Regions from separate parts of the Canis lupus genome. Here region 1 is linked to region 2. Evidence: chromatin contacts called from public Hi-C data. All regions are on one chromosome and are shown on one strand. The core of a region is the stretch at or near the end of the contact, and the rest is flanking DNA. Distances in the headings are between cores, read along the strand shown. Region 1 holds the start of CEP63 (centrosomal protein of 63 kDa). Region 2 holds the start of RYK (tyrosine-protein kinase RYK).

Region 1 (6,051 bases), core at 1,203-3,702, 190 kb after region 2:
AGTCTCCACCTGCTTTGGCTCTAGTATTAGCATTCTTAGGCACAGGAGCTAAATGAACGTACCAAGACAGTGAAATGGGCTACGCAAAGTGACCAACTACAGAGCTGACAAAAATCCTCAGCTGTATTTGTAAAAGAAACTGCCTCCTTTTAAAAAATAGTGCCCCCCCCGCCCCCATAAAATAAAATAATGCCCAACACGAGTTCTGAAAGGAGCATCTCTAGGTGAACCATAGTAGAGGGACTCCTTGCTTCCCATTTCTGCTTCCCTTTGGGGTCCCTTCCTCTGAATTTTAATGTTGTATTCCCTTGAATGCCTGGACCAAGGGGTCAAGATGTTACTTAGCTCCTTGGCCATGGCTGATTCTCCCTTTTTTTTTTTCCTCCTAAACAGCAGCAGCCAGCAGGGAGGGTATGTCTGGATACCCTGTTTCCTACTCTGGGTTCTGCTGCTTCATCATCAGTGAAGCACAGTACTAGGGGCACTCCTACCCGGCCACAAAGCAGCCATCCTGATGGTCTGGAACCTAATGGCACCAAAGACACTCCCAGTCACTCCTGGTTTCTGAGGCTACAAAACATTCATAAAAGGAACAATCTTTAAGGGTGGATTCCAACTCCTTCATACGGGCTGTGCTTGGCCCCAAAAATATGACTGCATGATGGCCCTAATGCCTGGGTCATTAACTACACAGTTTGGGGTGGGCTAAGTGTTTTTATCCCCATGGGAAAGAGCCAGGCGAAACTGAAGCAGAAGGGACCCAGCTATTTTCGGTCACCAGTGAAATAGCTGAGGCCTTGCTGTTTTGGTCAAGAATTAATCCAGTACTACCGAGTGGATAACTCAAAGCAAGTAAAAGGATATTGCTTTTAGGAAATCTCCACACAGTTCCTGTTATATTTTTGGAATCCCTGTCCTACACGAACCCGTTTTCCTGCTGCCATTTCTTTGTCCCCTGGGATATCCTCCTCCTTTTTCTTGCTGATCGGAACTAGCTAATTTCCCCCAGTCACGTACAGATTCCACCTTCTTGTAAAGTTCTTTCAAATCACTCCAGCTTCAGCATGCATTCTGCTTTTGAACGTTTCCTTCTGGTCTTTATGATCCACCTAACAAGCTGGGTCGTCTCTCTAACAGATTCTATCAGTGTCTACAACTACTGTGTGTCGATCCTGCAGCAAGGATCCAGTACATCCTTTCCAAATTTGGCCTCCAGCTTTCTTCACTGTCCCTCTTCCAAATACCACTAACCCTGTTATACTTCCCTGGCTTTGCACTTAAAAGCCTCCCCACCCCACCACCACCCTCCCCCAATCACCAACGCCTACTCTTCCTTCCAAACTCAACACTGGTGTCAGCTCACCGGGTCAACAACTCATTTCCAGAGTCAGGCACTAAGGTGCCTTCACTGAATCTTCAGGGGCTGAAGAATGGAAACGATCAAGACCCCAAAGATTCAGATGCAGTGAAACGCCGGGACACCTGCACCCCGATGTTTCTAGCAGCAATGTCCACAATAGCCAGCCTGTGGAAGGAGCCTCGGTGTCCACGAAAGATGAATGGATCAAGAAGCTGTGGTTTATGTATACAATGGAATATTCCTCAGCCATTAGAGACGACAAATACCCACCATTTGCTTCGACGTGGATGGAACTGGAGGGTATTATGCTGAGTGAATAAGTCAATCGGAGAAGGACAATCATTTATTGTATGGTCTCATTCATTTGGGGAATATAAAAATTAGTGAAAGGGAATAAAGGGGAAAGGAGAAAAAATGAGTGGGAAACACCAGAAAGGGAGACAGAACATGAGAGACTCCTAACTCTGGGAAACGAACTAGGGGTGGTGGAAGGGGAGGAGGGCAGGGGGGTGGGGGGTGACTGGGTGACGGGCACTGAGGGGGGCACTTGGCAGGGTGAGCACTGGGTGTTATGCTATATGTTGGCAAATTGAACTCCAATAAATAAATTAAAAAAAAAAAAAAAAAAAGACCGGCAACGTCCGGGACACGGCCACTGTCCCGAGCACGTGCCACACTCGACAGAATGAGACACTACTACCTTCCCTAACGAACCTTCTCTTACGCACGTGACAGCCCGGGGCCTCCGGAGCAGGTGCTCCGTACAATGTTTCCAGCCACCCCCCGCCCCCCATCAGTCTACAAGACTTGGCTCCCGGGTCATCTCCCGCAGGAGGGCGGTTCCTAGACCCAGGCGGGGCGCGGTCCTCGTCCCTCCTGGGGTCCCTCAGTTCCCTGGACACAGCGAGTGGTCCCAACGCGGAGCTCGTCACACTTTCCCAGACCCGTGGTGTCATCCGGTTTCTGTGCTTTGCAGATCCGCAAGCCGGCGGTTAACGCGAACTAAGCGGGCCCGCCTTCCCCCGCGCTAGAAATGACCCTCGCGGGCCACCACCAGCCGTCCGCAAGCAGGGGGCCGCCCCGGTCCCCACTTCCGGCTGGAGATACCAAGTGTGGAAGCGGGGGAGGCCCGGAGCCGCCACGCGAGTGCCTTTCCACCCTCCAGGGCGAGCGGTGGGGACAGTGGTTGTGAAGATGAAGTGAAGACATCGGCCTCCACTGACGGGAGCGGGGAGAGGCGCCGCTGAGGAACCAACGCGTCCTCGTCCCTCCAAAACCGGGACTAGGGGCGCGGGAAAGCCTTACCCGCACCGGACTCAGCGCCGCACCCGCTTCCACCGGAACTTCCACCCCCCACCCCGCGCCTCTGAGGATCACGTGACCCGCGCGGTCCTGCGCTCCGATCCCCGGATGTGATGTGGGTGAGCCCATTTGCATGCGCGGAGGGGCGTCCTGGGAGGACGCTGCTCCGAGGAAGAAGCGAGGGGGCAGTGGGCGGAACGAACGTGCGGACGGCGGAGGCCGGACGTCGGGGTCGGCGGTGACGCGCGTGCGCGCCCCCGGCCGGAGGTAACGGCGGGAAGGCTCGGGGGCGCGCGCGCGTGCGCAGCGGCCCAGTAACCGCATGTGCGCCCGGTGGACGGGCGAGGGGCGGGCGTGTCCCGGTCCGGAGGCAGCCCTGGCTGCGGCGGCGCCGCGGGCTGCCCGGCCGTACGGCCCGGGGCTGGCGTCCGCCGCCGCCCGCTGGCCCCCGGGCCCGCCCTCGCCGGCCCGGCTCCGCTGCGGCGCCCCGCCCGTCGGCCTCGCCGCGTGTGCCCTGCGGAGCCGCGAAGGCGGACGTGGCCTTTGGCGGCGCGCCGTCCGGGCCAGCCAGGTGGTCAGCCCCTCCCCCGAGGCCGGGCCGGCGGGAGGGCGGCGGGGGGGGCGAGCTGCCGCCCAGGCCTCGTCTTCCGCGGCGGAGCCGGCTGCGGGCCGCTCTTCCTTTGCAGAGGAGGGACCCCCGGCACAGCCCTCCCGCCTAGGCTGCCAGATCTGGTTAGCTTCCCAGCGTTGTTGCGGCTTAGCCTTGGCGGCACTGGGGCCGATTCGCCTGGGGGCGGGGCGGGGGGCACGAGCAGTTTTTATTTTTATTTAAAAAAAAAATTTTTTTTAGCAGTTTTTAAAAAGTGAGTTAATAATGTTCGTCCAAGAGGTACGGAAATGCAGGAATCGTGAAGGACTGAAGAAGTTGGGAAACCCTGAGTTCACCGATCGTCTGACATCAGGGGCGCGAAAGAAATGATCCAGGGCTTAAAAGGGACAGTTCCTTAGGAGCACTTTATTTATTTATTTATTTATTTAAAAGATTTTATTTATTTATTCACGAGAGACAGGCAGGGACACAAGCAGCGGGAGAAGCAGGCTCCATGCAGGGAGCCCGAGGTGGGCCTCGATCCCGGGTCCCCAGGATCACGCCCTGGGTCAAAGGCAGGCGCTGAACCGATGAGCCACCCAGGCTGCCCCTTAGGGGCACTTTAAAAAAAAAAATTTTTTTTTTTTTAAGATTCTACTTATTTATTCATTCATGATAGACATAGAAAGGCAGAGACACAGGCAGAGGGAGAAGCAGGCTCCATGCAGGGAGCCCGACGTGGGGCTCGATCCCGGGTGTCCAGGATCAGGCCCTGGGCCACAGGCAGGCGCTGAACTGCTGAGCCACCCAGGGATCCCCCCTTAGGAGCACTTTAATCGTGAAGATACTTGAGGGCCCTAAGCCTAGGGCGCATACTGTCTTCCTTAACGTTCCTTACCAGCCTCAGAGTAAAAACGAGTCCAAGGTCATTGACTAGTCTTGATTTGTAGTTAGAGTAGCCTTATTTGCAGAGAGTAGTTTTCCTTGAGCCTTTCATCCGATTCCTTAAATAATTTCACACTTAATAAAGAAGTATTATAGTGTAGGTACACTACGGTAATACAGAAGTTCCCTAACTGCTTGCATTCCGTTTTATTTTATTTTATAGAGGCGAAGAGGAAGCCCTAGTAAGGACCATCAACTACATGTAACATCTACATATTCACATTTACACGTATTATAGCTGTAGCGTAATCATATAATAAGCTTCTGTATTTTCTTACTTGAAATACAGTACCGCCTTTAGTTTGTCATCAGCTTCTTGCCCCTCTGGCTACACCGTTCTCAGTGATCAGTATAGTAGAAGTGAAATTCTCTTGGGTTACAGACTCCTAAACATTTAGACATTCACACTGCCCTTCAGTGCATGTAGGTTCAGGTTTTAAAAATTATTTGTAATAAATGTGTATGTTAAGTGTACTGTGCCATATTCCTCGCATTAGAAGGTAGAAGATCTTTGCTTTGTCCTTCCTTTTCTCATTTAACGTTGCAGTGGTGGCCAGCTGTGACAAGATCAGTAAACCACTCTATCAGAGTTCCCTACTTAAAAAAAAAAGTCAACTTGATTTGAAATTCATCTGAAGCCAACATGAACAGGGATTGCAAGGATTTAATTTATTTTTATGTTAGGGTACCCGCAGCTAAATTTTTATGTTAGGGTACCCGCAGCTAAATTTGCTTTTTCAGCTTTACAAAACCATAGTCCTGTCATCACACTTACAAAAATTTATAAAAATTCCATGATGTCGATATTCAGTCTGGGTTTAGATTTCCCCAAGTGTCCCTTAAGTGACTTTTTACAATTAGCTCTTTTGAAGCAAAATCCCATAGAGATTCACATGTTGCATTGGTTGATACATCGATTAAATCTTTTTAAATAGAGCGGTTCCCTTGTGTCCCTTGTCCCCCTTAATATTCTAGATTTAGCTGATTGCATCTGCATGACATCCTTTTAACATGTACATCTTTTCCCTTTAAACCAGTAGTTAGATCTAGAATTGCACTGTCCACTATAGTAGCCACCAGCCAGCTGTAGCTATTAAATATTACCATGATATAAAACTAAAAATTCAGTTCCCTGGCTTCATTAGCCACATTTCAAGTGCCCAGTGGTCACAAGTGCCTGGTGGCTACCCTTTGAATGGTGCAGAAGTAAAATTTTTCAATAATTGCAGAAAGTTCTGTTGAATAGCACTGATCTAGAAGATCAGATTTAACTTTAATTTTGTGTGTGTGTGTGTGTGGGGGGGGGGTCAAGACGATTTTCCAGGTGGTACAGTAGACAATCTATTGCATTATCAGAGAGGTATGAAATGTCTGAGTTGTCTCTCTCTTAAGATTGAGCAATGTAATGGGTTCAAATATTGTTAGCCCAATCCATCCATTGTGAAATTCCCCATGAGCTTTTCACTTAATGGTGAACTCTTTTTTACAGATTTATATCGCCTATATTCATTATTGCATTAGGGATTGCAGAATGGTGATTTTCCCACTCCTGCCATTCCTTCAATATTTATTAGCTGGAAATCTTTTATGAGAAGAACTCTACCCCAGCAGCTATTTGACTGTCATCAGCTATTTGAAATATATTTTGTAGAGGAAAGGCAAGGAAAATGCTTAATTCTTTCCCTCTATTTTCAGACTACAGTAATGAGTTGGTGGCTTAGCAACCTCCAAAGGTAACCATGAGGGTTTTTGCCCTTTTTTTTTTTTTTTAATCATCATGGAGTTGAATATATTTAAACTGTTTCAACTTATTGCAGTCTTTTTTTTTTTTTTTTTTTTTTAATACTCAAATTGT
Region 2 (5,393 bases), core at 2,094-4,593:
GGCATCACTATTTAACTCAGAAGTGAGCAATACATATATACGCAATAATGTAAATACTAATTGTTGGTTTTACCAAAAATTGTTATGTAGCTATATTGAGGGACTGGGCCAGAGAACAGGGCAAGTGCTGAATTATGATACTAGGAAATCAAATGCTTATTCTACATTAATTTCAAAATATGAAAGTAAAAAATGGGAAAATAAATAAATAGAACTAGTATGAGATGGTAGCTTCCACTGGAAAGTAGAACCTAGAGGATAAAAAGGCCAAGGGTAGGACACTGCTGTGTTTTATGTTAAGCCTTTTAGCACCATTTGATTTTTAAGCTGTGTGCACATATTAATTGGATTAAAACAACAACTTATTCTCATATCAAGTGTAATTAGTTCAATTTATAAAGCCGTCACTATCAAGTTCATTTATAACTTTCTTACTAGGAATTCCAAACTCATGGTCTTGGAAATATTTTTAAAATGATGATTAGTTTCTCAAGTCAGCTTTCAGAGGCATTTAACCCACAATGATACAGAAATATAGTACAGGGATCCCTGGGTGGTGCAGCGGTTTGGCGCCTGCCTTTGGCCCAGGGCGCGATCCTGGAGACCCGGGATCGAATCCCACGTCGGGCTCCCGGTGCATGGAGCCTGCTTCTCCCTCTGCCTGTGTGTCTCTGCCTCTCTCTCTCTCTCTCTCTCTCTCTCTGTGACTATCATAAATAAATAAAAAATTAAAAAAAAAAAAGAAATATAGTACAAACTATTATTTCAAGTAGTCTTAAGCACCGCAAGGGTTTCTGTGAGAAACTGCAGTCTGAGAACTCAAGATGCCTGGTAGACATCTGAGTCCTACCCACTTGTTCTTCCCCAAACAGGAGCAGCCAAGAAACTTTAAAGGTACAGTGGATGAGGGAGATGCCCCTGAATCTGGCAAGAAGGGGAGTCAAAAAGACATACTGTAACAGGTCAACTCCTTCTGCATTAGAAAAAATACGACTGGAGGTCTCTCTTGCCCCAGAGGTTGATCAGTGAGGCACTCCTCCTTCCCCTCCTCCCAACAGCCCATTCCTGGCATAAACTGGATCCTCTTCAGTCAGGTGACAGATACATACACATTATTTCAAGTATTAATTAGTAATGACTTCTTTTCCACCACGCTGTAATAAAACTTCTATGTAAACAATATCTTCATTACAATTAATAAAACTTTGTGGCCTATGTCAACACTATGTTTAATTTTTTTTCTTTAATGATTATGAATTGTGTGACCTTGAGAAAGTCACATAAAGCCTCACTTTCTTCCAACTCTAAAATGGGAATAATGGAGTGGCTCAGCCGGTTAGGCGTCTGCTTTGGGCTCAGGTCAGGATCCTGCCTTCCTGGGGAGAAGGCCTGCGCCTCATTGGACTCCCTGCTCAGAGGGGAGCCTACTTCTTCCTCTCCTTCTGCTGCTCCCCTTGCTGGTGCTTTCTCTCTGTGTGTCAAATAAATAAAATCTTTAAAAGAAAAAAAAAATGTTTTTAATAAAATGGGAATAATGGTATCTACTTAACTGGGTCACAAGAAAATGAGAGGAAATGATGCGTATAAAACATGCAGGGGCCGGTAAATAGCAGGCACTCAATCAATGTCAGCCTGGTTGTTCCCAGCCCCCTACCCCCACCTGGCAGGTTTCTAACATGTACTCTTACATATGAACAAAGTCACAAATCATATACAAGCTTTTAACCAAAAAACCTTTAAAATCATGCAGAATGCATTAATATTTTTAAAATAATCGTGAGATACAAGTCTATCTGTGAGCATTCATTATCGTTCCTAAACCTTAGTTTTATGTTCCGAGTACTAACCTAATTTCCAGTTTTAATTCATCTCAACAAAATTTAGCTAATTCAGCTATACGGAAAAGGGGACTAAGAGGGGCAAGACATTACAAAAACACAGCATTCTCCTTTGATTATAGACTAGAAACCCATATATGTAACAACGTCTCAACAGACTGCTAAAAGCAACACCATTCAACACTGAATCGACTTCAAGAAAGTCTTCTAAACTTAAAAAATAAAAATAAAAATAGATAATGGGTGATCAAAAATAATAATAATAATAATAATAATAATTTCCCCTCCCATCACTCAGAGGAGGAGGAATAATATTTAGTGTCACAACATACAAAAGTCTAACACGCCAAGAATGTCTAGATACCCCTAACTACCAAAGACTTCCCATTTGGGGCCATTTTTATCAGACCTCCCTCTGAGGGCTCATTTCCAGAATCCAGTCTCAGTACAAGGACACCATTATTTCTCAAATTAATCCCCCAAACGACAAAGCTAATTAGGTGGAATGGAACAACCAACTGACCCAAAACTAAGTTCTCCTTTCCCTACAAGGAATTCAGAATACGAGGGTGGCCCACGGCCCAACATATCCAAGACAAGAAACCAAAAAGATAACCGAACGACGCTAACAGGTCTGCTACCCGGAGATTCACCCACGATCTAAAAAATATGCTTATCTGTCACAAGGTTTGGAGACTGCCACGAACTCGTAGTGTGCCCTTCCAACCTCTCGCTCCTCCCCATCTCGTTTTTAAAAAGTATTGATAACGGGATGCCCGGGGGGGGGGGGGGGGTGCTCAGCGGCTGAGCGCCTGCCTTCGGCCCGGCCCGGGGCCTGATCCGGGGTCCTGGGATCGAATCCCGCGTCGGGCTCTCTGCGTGCAGCCTGCTTCTCCCTCTGCCTGTGTCTCTGCCTCTCTCTCTGTGTCCACCACGAATAAATAAATAAATACTTAAAAAAAAAAAAAAAGAAAGGTAAGATAACCAGAAAGTAAGAGCAACAGCATCGTTGGCCTGCACTGGGGCAAAGGGCTTGCAGGTTTGGTCCGCGTAAAACCTGGAGGAGCCCGGGACCGGGGCCCTGGATGACAAGCGGGGGGCGGAGAAGCTGGCAGCTGGAGGCTGTGCGCGGGGAAGGCGGCACGGCGTGGCCGCGGGCTCCGCGGCGGGTCCGCAGGGCGGCGGCGCGGGCTGCACTGGGCCGCGGGCGGCCGGAAGCCCCGGGGTCGGCCCGACCTGCCCGTCGCGACGCAGGCGGCCCCACTCACCGATGAGCCGGCGCACCTCGTCCTCGCTCAGGTAGACGCTCACGCTGGGCCCCGCGGCCGCGGGCGACAGCGCGGGAGGCCGCGGGGCCGGGGCGGCGGCGGCGCCGGGCGCGGGGAGCAGCGGCAGCAGCGCCAGCAGGAGCAGCAGCGGCAGCGGCGGCGGCGGCGGGGCCCTGAGGCCGCGGGTCCCCGGGAGGCGGCCCCGGCCCCGCCGCCCCTGCCGCGCCGCCCCGCGCATGGCCGCCGCCGCCGCCGCCGCCGCCGAGGAGCGCGGGCCGCCCGCCGCGCCGCCGCCACCCACCCCCGGCCCCGAGCCCCTCACAGCTCCGAGCCGGGGGCGGCCGCCCAGCTCATCGCGCCGCCGGCCCGTGGCAGCCGCACGCCGCTTCAGACCGCCGGAGCGCGCCGCCGCCGCCGCCTCCTCCTCGGCGGCATCCTCCGCTGCACGGGGGAGGGGAAGGGAGGGGAGGGGAGCGGAGCGGAGCGGAGCGGAGGGGACGGGAGGGGGCGGCCCGGGGGCGAGCGCGTGCGCGCGCACGCCGCCCCCCGAGAGCGCGCACGCACGCGCCGTCCGCTCGGGGCGGGGCCGGGGCGGGCCGGGGCGGGGCCGGGGCGGGGCCGGGCCCGCAGGGGAGCGCTTTGATTTTCCGAGCGCTGCCGCGCGCGCTAGGGGCTCTCCGGGCACCCTCCGAAAGGAGCCGGTCCCCGCCCCTCGTTGTCACCAACCTGATGTTTGCACGTCTATTGTCTGCAGCACCCCCGCTCCCCGCGACACACAGTCCAGACCGGCAGGCCCGGGCCGCGGCTGCCCCCGAGCCGGCTCCGCGGGGGCCGAGGGACTGCCTGCGTGCAGCCGCTCCGGGAGCAAAAGGGAAACTATTTTCCCCTCCTTCTCTCTTTTTTATTTTTTACTTTATTTTTTTAAAGACTTTATTTATTTATTTATTCATGAGAGGCAGAGACACAGGCAGAGGGAGAAGCAGGCTCCATGCAAGGAGCCCGGTATGGGATCGGATCCCGGGCCTCCAGGGTCACGCCCCGGGCCAAAGGCCGGCGCTCAACCGCTGAGCCACCCAGGTGGCTCCCCTCTTTCTTTCTTTTTTAATATTTTATTTAAATTCAGTTTGCCAGGGCAGCCCGGGTGGCTCAGCTGTTTAACGCCGCCTTCAGCCCAGGGCGTGACCCTGGAGACCCGGGATCGAGTCCCACGTCGGGCTCCCTGCATGGAGCCTGCTTCTCCCTCTGCCTGTGTCTCTGCCTCTCATGAATAAATAAATAAATAAATAAATAAAATCTTAAAAAAAAAAATCAGTTTGCCAAACCTGTTTCTTCTTACTGAGAAAATGGTGAAAAATAGAAAGCACCTTTGATCCCACCATCGGGAGGTCCACATTAACCTTCCTGTGTCACTATCCCATGGATAGAATACTACGTGCACTTATTCTCCAAAAAGATCCTGCTCAGCAAAGCTTAGTGACCTTATCCTTACACGTTACGAATTTTTATTTCTTAAAACCGTTCTGCGTCCCCATCGTCAACCCTCATCCGGGGATGCGAGCCTGTGGTGTGCAGAAGAGTGCGTCTGTTTTCGCGGTGCACTTGGCCCGCACAGAGAAGTGCTGTCACGTACGTTTCAATGTTCTAGCGAGTCCCAGCCCCTTAAAGGGGTTAAGAATCGGGGATACACCTTGGCTTTTCGGAAGGCTGCCCAACGAGCCGTGCGCGGAGCTCCAGGTCTCGGGGTGCATTTCTGCGAGCACCCACCATCGTGCTCAGACTTGCTCGAGGTGCCCCCTGTCTCGGTTGAGACTTCCAAGCGTCCCTGCCCGGCCCGGGTCACCTCGCCCCTGCGGGCAGGCCCGCGCCCTGACCCCGGGTCGCCAGCCGGGCCCGGGCCTCACTGCGCAGCTGCTCGCGGGACAGGCCGGGTTTCCGTGTGCAGTTGCTGCTCCTGCAGGGAGGCCCGGGAGGCGGCTATTTTTATCCTCTGGGGAGGGTGGGGGAAGAGAGAGAGAGGGACTGATGCAGCGGGAGGTCCTGGAACTTTTTCTCCTTCTCTACTAAAAGCGATCTGTTCCATTTAGAGAAAGGCTAGCGTGGATTTGTCAAGCTTCAGCCCGGGAGTTGTGTCCATCATCCTACAGGAGGAGGCTGAGAAGAGGGTGAGAGTGGAGAGTCTCTCGTGCTCCACAAGAGAACGATAAAAACACAAAGGTCGTCAAAAATCCTTATCTTGGGGCAGGCGCTGCTACCTCTTAGGGGACCGGGACTCTGTCGAGAAGAGCTT

Evidence for each region. Hi-C and Micro-C count contacts between places; a contact is called where the count stands out from the background.
Region 1: a Hi-C map of blood shows a contact between it and region 2, with 2.6 times the contacts expected there. The contact joins the promoter of CEP63 here to the promoter of RYK in region 2. A contact is called at or near these places in 2 of 9 Hi-C or Micro-C datasets (both in blood).

Annotation. Positions count from the first base shown.
Region 1 is chr23:31,765,531-31,771,581 of UU_Cfam_GSD_1.0, forward strand. It overlaps CEP63 (centrosomal protein of 63 kDa), which reads left to right and starts at 2,453. Exons shown (of 15, transcript XM_038570937.1): 1 at 2,453-2,777. It overlaps ANAPC13 (anaphase-promoting complex subunit 13), which reads right to left and starts at 2,825. Exons shown (of 3, transcript XM_038570942.1): 1 at 2,666-2,825.
Region 2 is chr23:31,573,726-31,579,118 of UU_Cfam_GSD_1.0, forward strand. It overlaps RYK (tyrosine-protein kinase RYK), which reads right to left and starts at 3,344. Exons shown (of 15, transcript XM_038570928.1): 1 at 3,107-3,344. The coding sequence starts at 3,344.